Linked DNA regions of Mus musculus: region 1 is linked to region 2. A link is a contact called in public Hi-C data. All regions are on one chromosome and are shown on one strand. The core of a region is the stretch at or near the end of the contact, and the rest is flanking DNA. Distances in the headings are between cores, read along the strand shown.

Region 1 (5,470 bases), core at 2,012-4,511, 720 kb after region 2:
TAACTTGGGGGTCTGACCTGTTCTAAGAGAGTGGCATTACTCTTCAGAGGCAGGGAAACTACCTTCACTTAGTGATTTCCTTTTCAGAAGAGCTGCTTTAGTTCATCTGATCATATGAACTTTGCTATTTTAGACAGGAGTCTTTTTTTAAATGTTATTTCAAAACAATGTATTATTGTAAATTTAAATGGCAGAAATAACAATATCTTATTTCCATGGGCTAAGCAGTATAAAAATGGACAAAGAAGTGAATGATTTTTTTATTTTGGGTTTTCCACCTTCAAACCCTACCTCCAGTCTCAGTCCCAATGCTATTTTGGTGCTTTTTAAAGTTTATTCTCTATACTCAAGAGAAAAGAAAGAAAGAGAGGGGGGATGGAGGGGGAGGGAGGGAGGGAAGAAGAGAGAGAGAGAGAGAGAGAGAGAGAGAGAGAGAGAGAGAGAAAGAAAGAAAGAAAGAAAGAAAAAGAAAGAAAGAAAGAAAGAAAAAGGGAGGCAGAAGGGAGGGAGGGAAGGAAGGAAGGAAGGAAGGAAGGAAGGAAGGAAGGAAGGAAGGAAGGAAGGAAGGAGAGAAAAAAGCAGAGATAGACCCTTTCTTTTAGTTTGCTCCCTTAATCAAACAAGACCACAAAGCACTAAAATGTTCTGCTCACAGAATCAATCATGTGGGCCATCAAGACACAGCTAGAGAAGTCTTTTCAACAGTGTGACTGGAACTTACTCTGTTCATCTCAGCCTTTTCAGTTTCCCCTCCTATCACACGGCGTTACAATGAAAGCAACAAATCCTTACGTACAGAAATTTTCATGTCTGAAGATACTATTCCCCAAAAGAAAACTGCTAGCCATAGAAACAGCTGTAATTACAGAGAGGCTGTGGACTGTACTGTCCAAGATGGCAGGGTGGCGGCTGCTTGTACCAGCCCGACATGTCTGGCTGATGGATACCCACAGCATGCTTTCTAGTTTATAACCTTTGGGGATGCTCACTGGTCATTCACATTCCTCTTCTGTGACCTAACCATTCACACTTTTGCTTACTGTTCAACTGAATCAAAAGTCAATTCTTAGACCCTTTCATATTGGCAAATCCTTTTCATACCTGAGGTGGGCATCTCCCCCTTTTAGAGATGGTCCCTATCCACACACAGCTGTCCGCCCCGCTGTTACAAGCACCCATCCTTCCATTCCCAACATCTGACTCTTCCGATTATTAGGAGGGTTGTCCTAAAGTGTCTTCTAGTTATGTACTCTATTATTTTACATGCAGATGTTCTTTCTTTTTCTCTTTTGCCCATGTTATAAATAGAACAACCTATAGTGTTATCAAATACAATACCTGTTCACCTCTGAATTGGAGTGCCATCTTCACCATGCTAACTTCCCAAGCAAACACTTTTAAATTAATTGAGGGTTCTTCCGTGTTAGTGCTACATCTGTCAGTCCCACAGGGCTCTGATGACGCTGCCTTACAGAAGACAGTCAGCTGATACGTCTGCCTGCAGATCCTTCTTAAAGCCTTTTCTTGCAACTCTCAGTTGCTTACTTTTTACCTTGAACTTTACACTAGCTTTAGCCGGACAGCAACCCAAACATTCCTGGAATTCAGTTCTTTGAACATGAAGTATAGTATTGATTCTTGGTTTTCAAAGATCTATTTTATCAGATAAAGATACCCCCTCCCCTGCTGCCACCCAGTTTGCTGACAGGATTTCCAGTTTGTCTTTTGAATTAGAATATCTGTTGTTTTCCTTTTCCTTCACAGGAGGTAGGGATACAAGGTAGTGGCCATCCTAGAAACTGAAACCCCACAACTCATCCCAAGATGCACACTGAGACAGCTGTTAGTGACCACACCCTGCCAGACGATCACTGTATCTGTAAGGGTCAAATAAGAAGTCAGGAAAATAAAAAACAAAAACCAAACAAACAGGGGAAACTCTTAAAGATAACAACCAGTACAAAGGCCACTAACTATAAAAAGGATCGGTCGTGGTTGATACTGACTGAGGGGGAAATGGAAAAACCTGCAACTGTTGGGGAACTCTGGGGTCCACAGTTCTTGGGATGAGGAGTTAAGAGGACTGAGTACTGCAATGTTTTGTGTGTGGTGACCCAACAGGAAGAGGAGGCCACATGTAAGGAAACAGACTTAGGAAAATAACAGCCATCTGTCAAGTGGAATTTTGGCAAATGTCTTATTTTTTTGTGGCAACCCAGCAAGGGCATAGTGCCCAGGTATTGAGTCAAACACCAGACTAGGTGCCCCATGAGGGTATTTTTCGATAGGAGTAACATATACCACATTTATAACAGTAAAACTCACCGCCCTCTGGTATGTCAGAGACTCGTGTGCTCAGGTCAAAAGAACAAAAAGGCCAAGCATCACCAGACAGGGGAATTCTGCCCCAGACCGCTTTGACTCTGCTCTTCCCTACAGATCCCTCCATGTCTGCGGGAACTTGACTCTGACAAATACATGTATGTAGTAAGATAATATTCCCATTTCTAAACTTTATTTTCTGCTTTATATTTTAGTATGACAGGCATTTGTGAATTTCTTAGAAAGCATTCTTTGTGGTCTTGTGGATCATCTCAGAGAGTCAATATCATGAATGGCCACCATAGGGCCTTTTTTTTTTAATACAGCATAAAATAGCCCCAACTTGAAGACTGATCTGAGTTGTAGCTTGAAGGGTGTGTTTCCAAACTTTACATCCACACTGAAGAATGAGAATCCTGAGTAAAAATATAAAATAAAAATATGGAGTAGAAAGCACATTACAAAGTTAGCTTCCAGCTCATGGCCCTCCCCCTCCTCCTGTCGGCCCCTGAATGCTAGGATTATAGTACATCCTTCATGAACACACCTCACATCACTGCTACTGTGACAGCTGCTGCTTCACATACATCCTGAGTGTTTCTGCACAGATTAAGCCCAAACCCATTAACAACAATGGGTAGGACACTGAAAGCCAGGCTTTAAGGCTCTTATTGTCCCTTGTAACAACCACAGGTTATATTGAAGAGGCTCACACTAAACACGTGCACCCTAATTTTATAGAACGTTTAGTTTTTCTTTGATAATTCTTTCAGAAGAACCCCTGTTCTTTACCACTAGATATTAAGAAGCTAATTAAATTTAATCTATTCGTGGCTTCTATGATTCACCCTCAATAGCCAGCTGCAGCCAAGCGCTGCCAGGATGGAGGGACTGAGTCAGCCATTCTATTGCCTACCTTCTCTGAGCTGCTTCCAAAGGATTTGACTCTGGAGGAGTCAGCAGAAGAGTCCCAGCCCACATAGCTGTGAGCCCAGGCAAAGGGGAAAGACACAGCGGTGGCGGCAGAATGGCCGCTGCGCAAGCTAAGAGTAGGTGATGACGTGGCTGCTACCAAGATTCTTAGACAACTTCCGTCATTTACAAAACAAGGATAACTTACAAGGTTTGTTGGGAAGATTTTGTGCAATGACACAAATGAACCAAGAGCACACTGTCTGGTACCCAACAATTCTAATCCACACGTACAGTTAAGCTTTCTTTTTATTATTAACTGTTATTATTGCTGCTTCATAGTAATATTAGAGTTGTGTCAGTCAACAGAAAACAAAAACATGAACTGGGACTTAGCCATTTAGTTCACAGGGCACAGGGCACATGGCTTTATTCACATGGCCAGAGTCGCCTAAAGATGTGAGCATCAGAGATCTCCAAATGGAAGTGAGGCTGGGTACTGGTGTCCCACACCTTAGTCCCAGCACTCAAGAGGCAGAGGCAAGTGGATTTCTTAGTTTAAGGCCAGCCTGGTCTTCAGAGTGAGTTTCTAGGCAGCCAGGGCCACACTCACACAGAGAGAAACCCTGTCTCAAAAACCAAACCAAACCAAACCAAACCAAAACAAAAACAAGGACAAAAAAGAAGTAACAATGAAGTAAACTCTCAAGAGGAAGGAATGGAAGATACAAAATGCTTCAGTTTACAATAAACCCAAGTATTATCCAGCACTTATTAAACACTGGTAGTCTTGATTTAGAATTCATGTAGTTTAAAACATTTTACACTAACTGCCTAGGAGGTTACATAAATATACGCACACTGAATCCTTAAGTCACTGATTAAATTGTAAATGCTAGTACCTCTGGTTTAGATAATTATAGTAATCATTGGACATCTCCATTTAATTCAATATTGTCATAGCTGTCACTCATCATTTAGCTTAAAACAGGTTACCTGAATAGCAATGTCACCTTGCCACTGAGATTTTGCTACATATTTTCCCCAAAATATATGATGTAGTAAATTAGTTCATCTTCATTTTTGCTTTCACCATTCCATCTAACAGTATGTCAAAGTTAGGGCTGGAAAGATGGCTCAGTGGGTGAAATGCTTGCTTTGCAGCCATGGCAACCTGTTTTCAAACCCTCAGATCTAATGTAGAAGGGCTGGGTGCAGTAGCAGCACACGTCTGTGATCTCAGTATTTCTACAGCAAGATGGGAGGCAGAGACATAAGGCTACTCAGAAGCTGTGGGCCAGCCAGCCTAGCATCCACAGTGGCAAAGACAACTTGTTTCAAATACGGCAGGAGGCAAGGACTGAAAGCAGAGTTGTTGTCAACAACAACATACCATGGCACCTGTGTAACCACCTCAAACCCTCTCACCCCCAGAAACAGACAAACAGACAGATAGACAGACACTGAGAGGGGAATAGATGGAGAAGAGAGGGATGGAGGGAGGAGTGGGAGGGAGGTTGGGATTGAGAGATTTCTTTAAGTGAAGATTTAAATTGTCTTGCCAAGGCATTCAGATTTTTTATCCTACAGAGTACCCACACGACGCCCATCTGCCATCACAGGGATGCTACAGACATGTCCTCCCTTGTAGCAAAACCATCTTTTCATTTTAGAGAAGGAAAGAAAGTGCTACCTAGAAAGAACACCATTGTCCTGGCGAAGCCTTTGCTCACTGGGTAGTTATTAAGCATCCCTGAAGTGCTCCTTTGCTTTCGCTCTGTTTTCTCATTCGTTAGGAAGCCCAGGGTGGACTCGGAGAAAGCCCCTGACTTGTCCTCCTTCCTGCAGACATTACACTCTGGGTTTTATATTAGTACCTTAGAAAGGTCTCCTTAGCCGGCATGGTGGCACACACCTTTAATCCCAGCACTTGGGAGGCAGAGGCAGGGGGATTTCTGAGTTCAAGGCCAGCCTGGTCTACAAGTTCTGGTCCTGAGTTCCAGGACAGCCAGGGCTACACAGGGAAACCCTGTCTCGAAACCCACCCCCCAAAAAAGAAAGGTCTCCTTGTTTATCTTTAGTTGCTGTCAAAGTTCCCTTCCCAGCTGCCTGGGCTACACTGCCAGGCACAGAGCGGTGCTCACACTGCCTCAGAGGTCCTGAGCTGAGGATGTGAAGCCCAGGCAGCAGAGGCATGACCTCTTGAACCCTGCTGCCACCTCATTCCCTCCTGACT
Region 2 (4,744 bases), core at 539-3,038:
ATGTGGACCTCAGTGCATTAGGATGACAAAAGAAAAGGAGAAAAGGAGGGAAGGAAGGAAGGAAGGAAGGAAGGAAGGAGGAAGAAAGAAAGGAAGGAAGGAAGGAAGGAAGGAAGGAAGGAAGAAAGAAGAAAAGGAAGAAAGAAAAAGGAAAAGAAAAAGGAAAAGAAAAAGAAAAATGCTTCCAGCCAGACCCCAAAGCAGGCCAGCTACATCAGCAAGACAAATGAGGTAGGTAGGACCCAGACACTGGAAGCCTTGACAGTCAGCCTCCTCCCTCAGCAGAAGTGACTCTGATTTACATCCTAGGCTGAACAGAGAGAGTCCTGGGTCCTCCTCCACCACAGAGAGGTCTCCATGGATGACTTTCCATTGCTGCCACTCCTTCTGAGAATTCAAGCCATTTCTCCCTTAGGCTTCTGTCGTGTGGGTCACTCAGCTTCAGCTGTTCCTCCAGTCTGGAAGTTTGGGGAAAAAAGCAACACTGTCATGTTCCAGAGGAGTAAAACTCACAAGGATAAAGTTCTCGGAATGCAGACTGAGAGAGAGCAGGAAAGAGGAGTGTAAAAGAGAGAGCTCTCAACAACACAAAGTGTCATCACTTCAGGAAATGACGATTGTTGTTTATTTGTGGGATAGTCTTACCCTGTAGTCCAAGCTGGTCTTGAATTGACTCTGTAGCCAAGGCTAGCCTTGAACTCCCTGTGTGTCCCAGACTGGCTGTAAACACTGTGATCCTCCTGCCTCTGCCTACTGAGACCTGGGATTACAGGTGAGAACCACCATGACTGGTGGTGCACACCTTTAATCCTAGCACTTGGGAGGCAGAGGCAGGCGGATTTCTGAGTTCGAGGCCAGCCTGGTCTACATAGTGAGTTCCAGGACAGCCCGGGCTATACAGAGAAACCCTGTCTTGAAAAACAAAACAAGGCAAAACAAACAAACAAAAGAGTCGCTGTGGTCGTGTTGTCTCTTCACAGTGATAAAACCCTGAGAACCAGCGTGACTAGTTTATTAATTCGTCTTAGAGCCACTTATTCTATAAAGTGAATCATGGTTCTGAGTCTATATTTCCTCCATGGACTATACCGTTTATAAAGAAATATAGGAAATCACAACTAAGAAAAAAAGATAATTTGAAATCAGAAAAACACAAAAGGGCCCAGGTGACTCTGGCTTCAATATTTTCTTTCTATGGAGAAAAACAATCTAGGGAGAGTTTGTGGCTTAGCAGACAGCCTTGGTAGCCAAAGTAGCATCTGTGACCATCAACATTGTTACTGCCCAAAGGCTGTAAGGAACACAGCACCCCAGGGCTCACCGGAACCTTTGTGGTTTGCGCATCTGTGGAGCATCCTCAACCACAGTGTGATCTAGAAAATTCCACATCACCGAAAACCAAATGTCCATTTGTGGCCAGGGTTGAAAGAACCCAATGAAATGCAGTGCAGTGCCGCTGAGGAGAAATATGAGAAGCAAGACTACAATGGTCTGTCTTTCCTGCAACCTTGTCAACTTGGATGATGAGAATTATTACAACAGAAAGGGAGGTATTTTGCTAGTAGCTTAGAACATTGACCTCTTTGCCTGAATGTGCATTTTTTTTCAATACAGTGAGAGCTAAAAGTTTGCTTTTAAAATAGCATAAAGTGCTTATTATAGTGCTCTTTGTTTCACTGCCAAGTGCGGCTTGAGACGTGGAGTCATTCACAAAGCAGCCTCCTGGGCTCCTGACATTACTGCAAAGCCACAGATTCCCAGGCATAGAGTTTAGTTACAGTGCTTCAAACACGCAGCCACAGTTTTATTGATGCTGCGGCTGCAGATGTCATTCCGGGAGAGTGAGGAAGCCCTGCGGGTAGAGATGAGTCATCGGCTAGAAGTGAGCGTTATTGTATCTGTTGCACTGATGTGTAGGGTTTCTCTGTTCCTCGGCATCAAGTTTGTTTGGGTTGTTTTGCTTGCAGACATTTTTTTGAGGAATACAGATCAGGCCTTAACTAATAGTATGTACAATTAATTAATAAAAACATAGACATTCTTGAACCAAAATGTATTAAAATTATAGCAATAATGAAGCCAGAGGTATGGCTGCTCAGATGTGATTTGTAACCCAGTGGGTAGTGAAGAAGCTTGATGTCTCAGAGTGACAGAGAGATGAGACTATACTTGTGCACTGTGCAGTGCAGGGTAGGTAAGGTGTCATATGAGCAGCAGGGGAAGGAAATGCTGTGTGAGTCTGTTCTCCAGGGCTATAACAGGTGCCCAAGACTGGGTTCCTGATAAAGGAAAGAGGTTTATTTAGTTTATGATTCTGAAGCTGAAGGTCTAAGACCAGACAGTCATAAGACCTCCACCTTCCATAGGCCACGCCCCTCAGAGGTTCTAGTGTCTCTCACCAGCAGTGCACTAAGAAGCAGCTTCCCCTGAATGATCTCCTGAGGATTCACCACAGCGAAACCATAATGATGGGAATGTTTAGCTGGAAGAGGAATGGGCTATCTTTAGCTATGTAGAAAAAAATAACAATGTTTGAAAGAAGTGTACTCTGCCTGCCACCAGCCTAAAGGATAGAACTTGAAAAAAAACATAAGTAAAAACTGCAAGGAGCACACCAAACCCCCCCCCAAAACTGTAAGAAAGAGAGAAAGAAAGGAAAGAAGAGAGGGAGAGAGAGAGAAAGAAGAGAGGGAGGGACAGAGGGAGGGGGGGAGGAGGAAGGGAAGAAAGGGAGGAAGGGAAGGAGGGAGGGAGGGAGGGAGGGAGGGAGGGAGGGAGGGAGGGAGGGAGGGAGGGAGAGAAAGAAAAACAAAGCAGGTGTACCTGCAGGTAGGCGTGGGAACCTCTTTTGCTCAGGTTGTCATAAAGAACACAGAAACTTCAGAGAGAAACTAGGCTAGACGCCCTCAAGGTCCCTTTCCATCCCAGAGGCCTTTGAAGAATGTTTTTCCAATGCAACACCCCTCCTACCTCTCAAGCCATACCACTGCACTCTGAGCCACTAGCATTTCTCTCCACACCGTGGCTGCTCTGAATCTCTCCAACCATTTCCACTCAGCAGCAAGGAGCGCTGGTGGCATGGGAGCTGGCTTCCTTAGGTGGAAAGCAGGGCCCATAGTAGATCATGAGCTAGCCATGTAGCATGCTCAGCTCACCGCTGAATGGACAAACGACTCCCTGGTTGAGCTAAGGGAACATGCATAGGCATACAGACTTCTTCCTGGCTTGGCCACAATGTAACCACTGAGATGGCCAACTCCCAACAGAGACACTTCATTCTTCACCCTATTCCCATAAACAAAACAAAACAAAACAAAACACCCTCCTGGGAGTCCTTTCTTATTTTTCCTTATTCATTCTATTTTTCCCTATTTGCATCTTCTTATTCCTGCTGAAGATAAGAGGTAAAACCTAGAAGGCACAGTGGCTTCATAGCCACTGAGTTTCTAGGACCCTAGCCCCTGCCTCCCTGAGTTTAGCCAACTGAGATCCAAGAAAGGCACCTGAGACTTAATCCATGACACTCAAAACTCCACGTGGCTACTCTACAGCACACCAGTGCCCTCGTTGAGCGGTTCACTAGAGACAGGTGCCTTCTCCTCAGACACTGATGAGTCCCTGATACCTTGAACAGTTCTTCTTAGTGACTTCCTATGGAACATGGAAGTGCATTTGAACCCATGACTTGAATCTTCATAGCAAAATGCTCTTTGTCCCACCCTCAAGGCCACTCCCACTTCAATCTGAGGTCACAGCTTGCTGGGTCTCACTCAGAGCCAACTGTACTGGTGCTAGCCACTCCCACCTGCCACCCTATTCATGCTTCTTGCTGTCCGCAGTGAGTACTGTGAGCCACACAGCGTCTAGTCTCTGGATTTTGCCAGTACATTAATGAGGAATATTTCCTCATAGAAGGAAATATGCCAAGATTTCCTCTTGTTGACACAGCTTCTTTCAGCCTTGTAGACAGAGCCTAAGACAGCATCCCCAACCTTCACCCATGGTACCTGAAAATGATGTGTATCTGGCACATGGGGTAAACTGAGGTGGGACGGACTCACCCATAGCAGAAAGGAAGGAACACAGTAGCTCTAGGTGCCCAGGATGCTGGCAGCATCCTCTAGGGCAGAGCTACCCCTGAGGCACTGGAGACCAAGTAGCTCAGCATCATCTCTACCCTTTTCATGGTCCCTGGGTGGTCATTTCTGGTATAGAATAGCTTCAAATAATGACCATTCTGTTGAAAGCCAGTAGGGAGTGAGATGTGTTTCCCATTCCCTTTTGAAAGTGGACCGGTGGACTGGGGTTGTCAAAGAACATAATTTGCCTGGCCTTAGAGGAGAGCAGGCGTACGTCTGTGTTTTCCTTATGCAGAAAGCTTGCCAATAATAGCAGCTTTGCTCCTCTGAGATGGGGAAGCAGCAGTGTCCAGCAGGAACTGTGTGGAGTGTCTGTCTGTTACAGGTCCACTGCCAAGGTGTGCAGGTCAGCAGGTGTCGAGGGACCAAAACACGTGCAGCTATGCCTCAGCTCGTCTGACGGCTGTGCCACTCACTCCAAGGCCATGGGCCAGCTCTGAAGCTGGAACCTGGCCACAGAGATTTGATACCAGTTGGAGGTAGCTGAGACAATTTCTGGAAAGCCGATGATTGCAGGGCCTCTATCAAAGTGCTTGGCTGAGTACGGCAGACTGGAGAATGAGGAGGTCTGTAAGAGGAGGACCTTGAGGGATTTGCTATGTGCA

The links. A called contact is a pair of places that touch in the nucleus more often than the background predicts.
Region 1: a Hi-C map of myocytes shows a contact between it and region 2, with 1.8 times the contacts expected there. The contact joins two enhancer-like sites. A contact is called at or near these places in 2 of 484 Hi-C or Micro-C datasets (cerebral cortex and myocytes).

What each region holds. Positions count from the first base shown.
Region 1 is chr7:67,533,915-67,539,384 of GRCm38.p6, forward strand. The region is part of intron 7 of Lrrc28 (leucine rich repeat containing 28); the gene reads right to left. The region is part of intron 2 of Gm34079 (a long non-coding RNA gene); the gene reads left to right. Among named protein-coding and RNA genes, the nearest start is that of Gm34079, 16 kb to the left of the region's middle. Within about 2 kb of position 3,262, at least 24 of the 459 cell types and tissues checked have an H3K27ac peak or open chromatin away from gene starts, as enhancers often do. A contact at or near this core is called in myocytes, where this site is marked.
Region 2 is chr7:66,811,168-66,815,911 of GRCm38.p6, forward strand. All of the region lies in intron 10 of Cers3 (ceramide synthase 3), which reads left to right. Among named protein-coding and RNA genes, the nearest start is that of Adamts17, 26 kb to the right of the region's middle. Within about 2 kb of position 1,789, at least 52 of the 459 cell types and tissues checked have an H3K27ac peak or open chromatin away from gene starts, as enhancers often do. A contact at or near this core is called in myocytes, where this site is marked.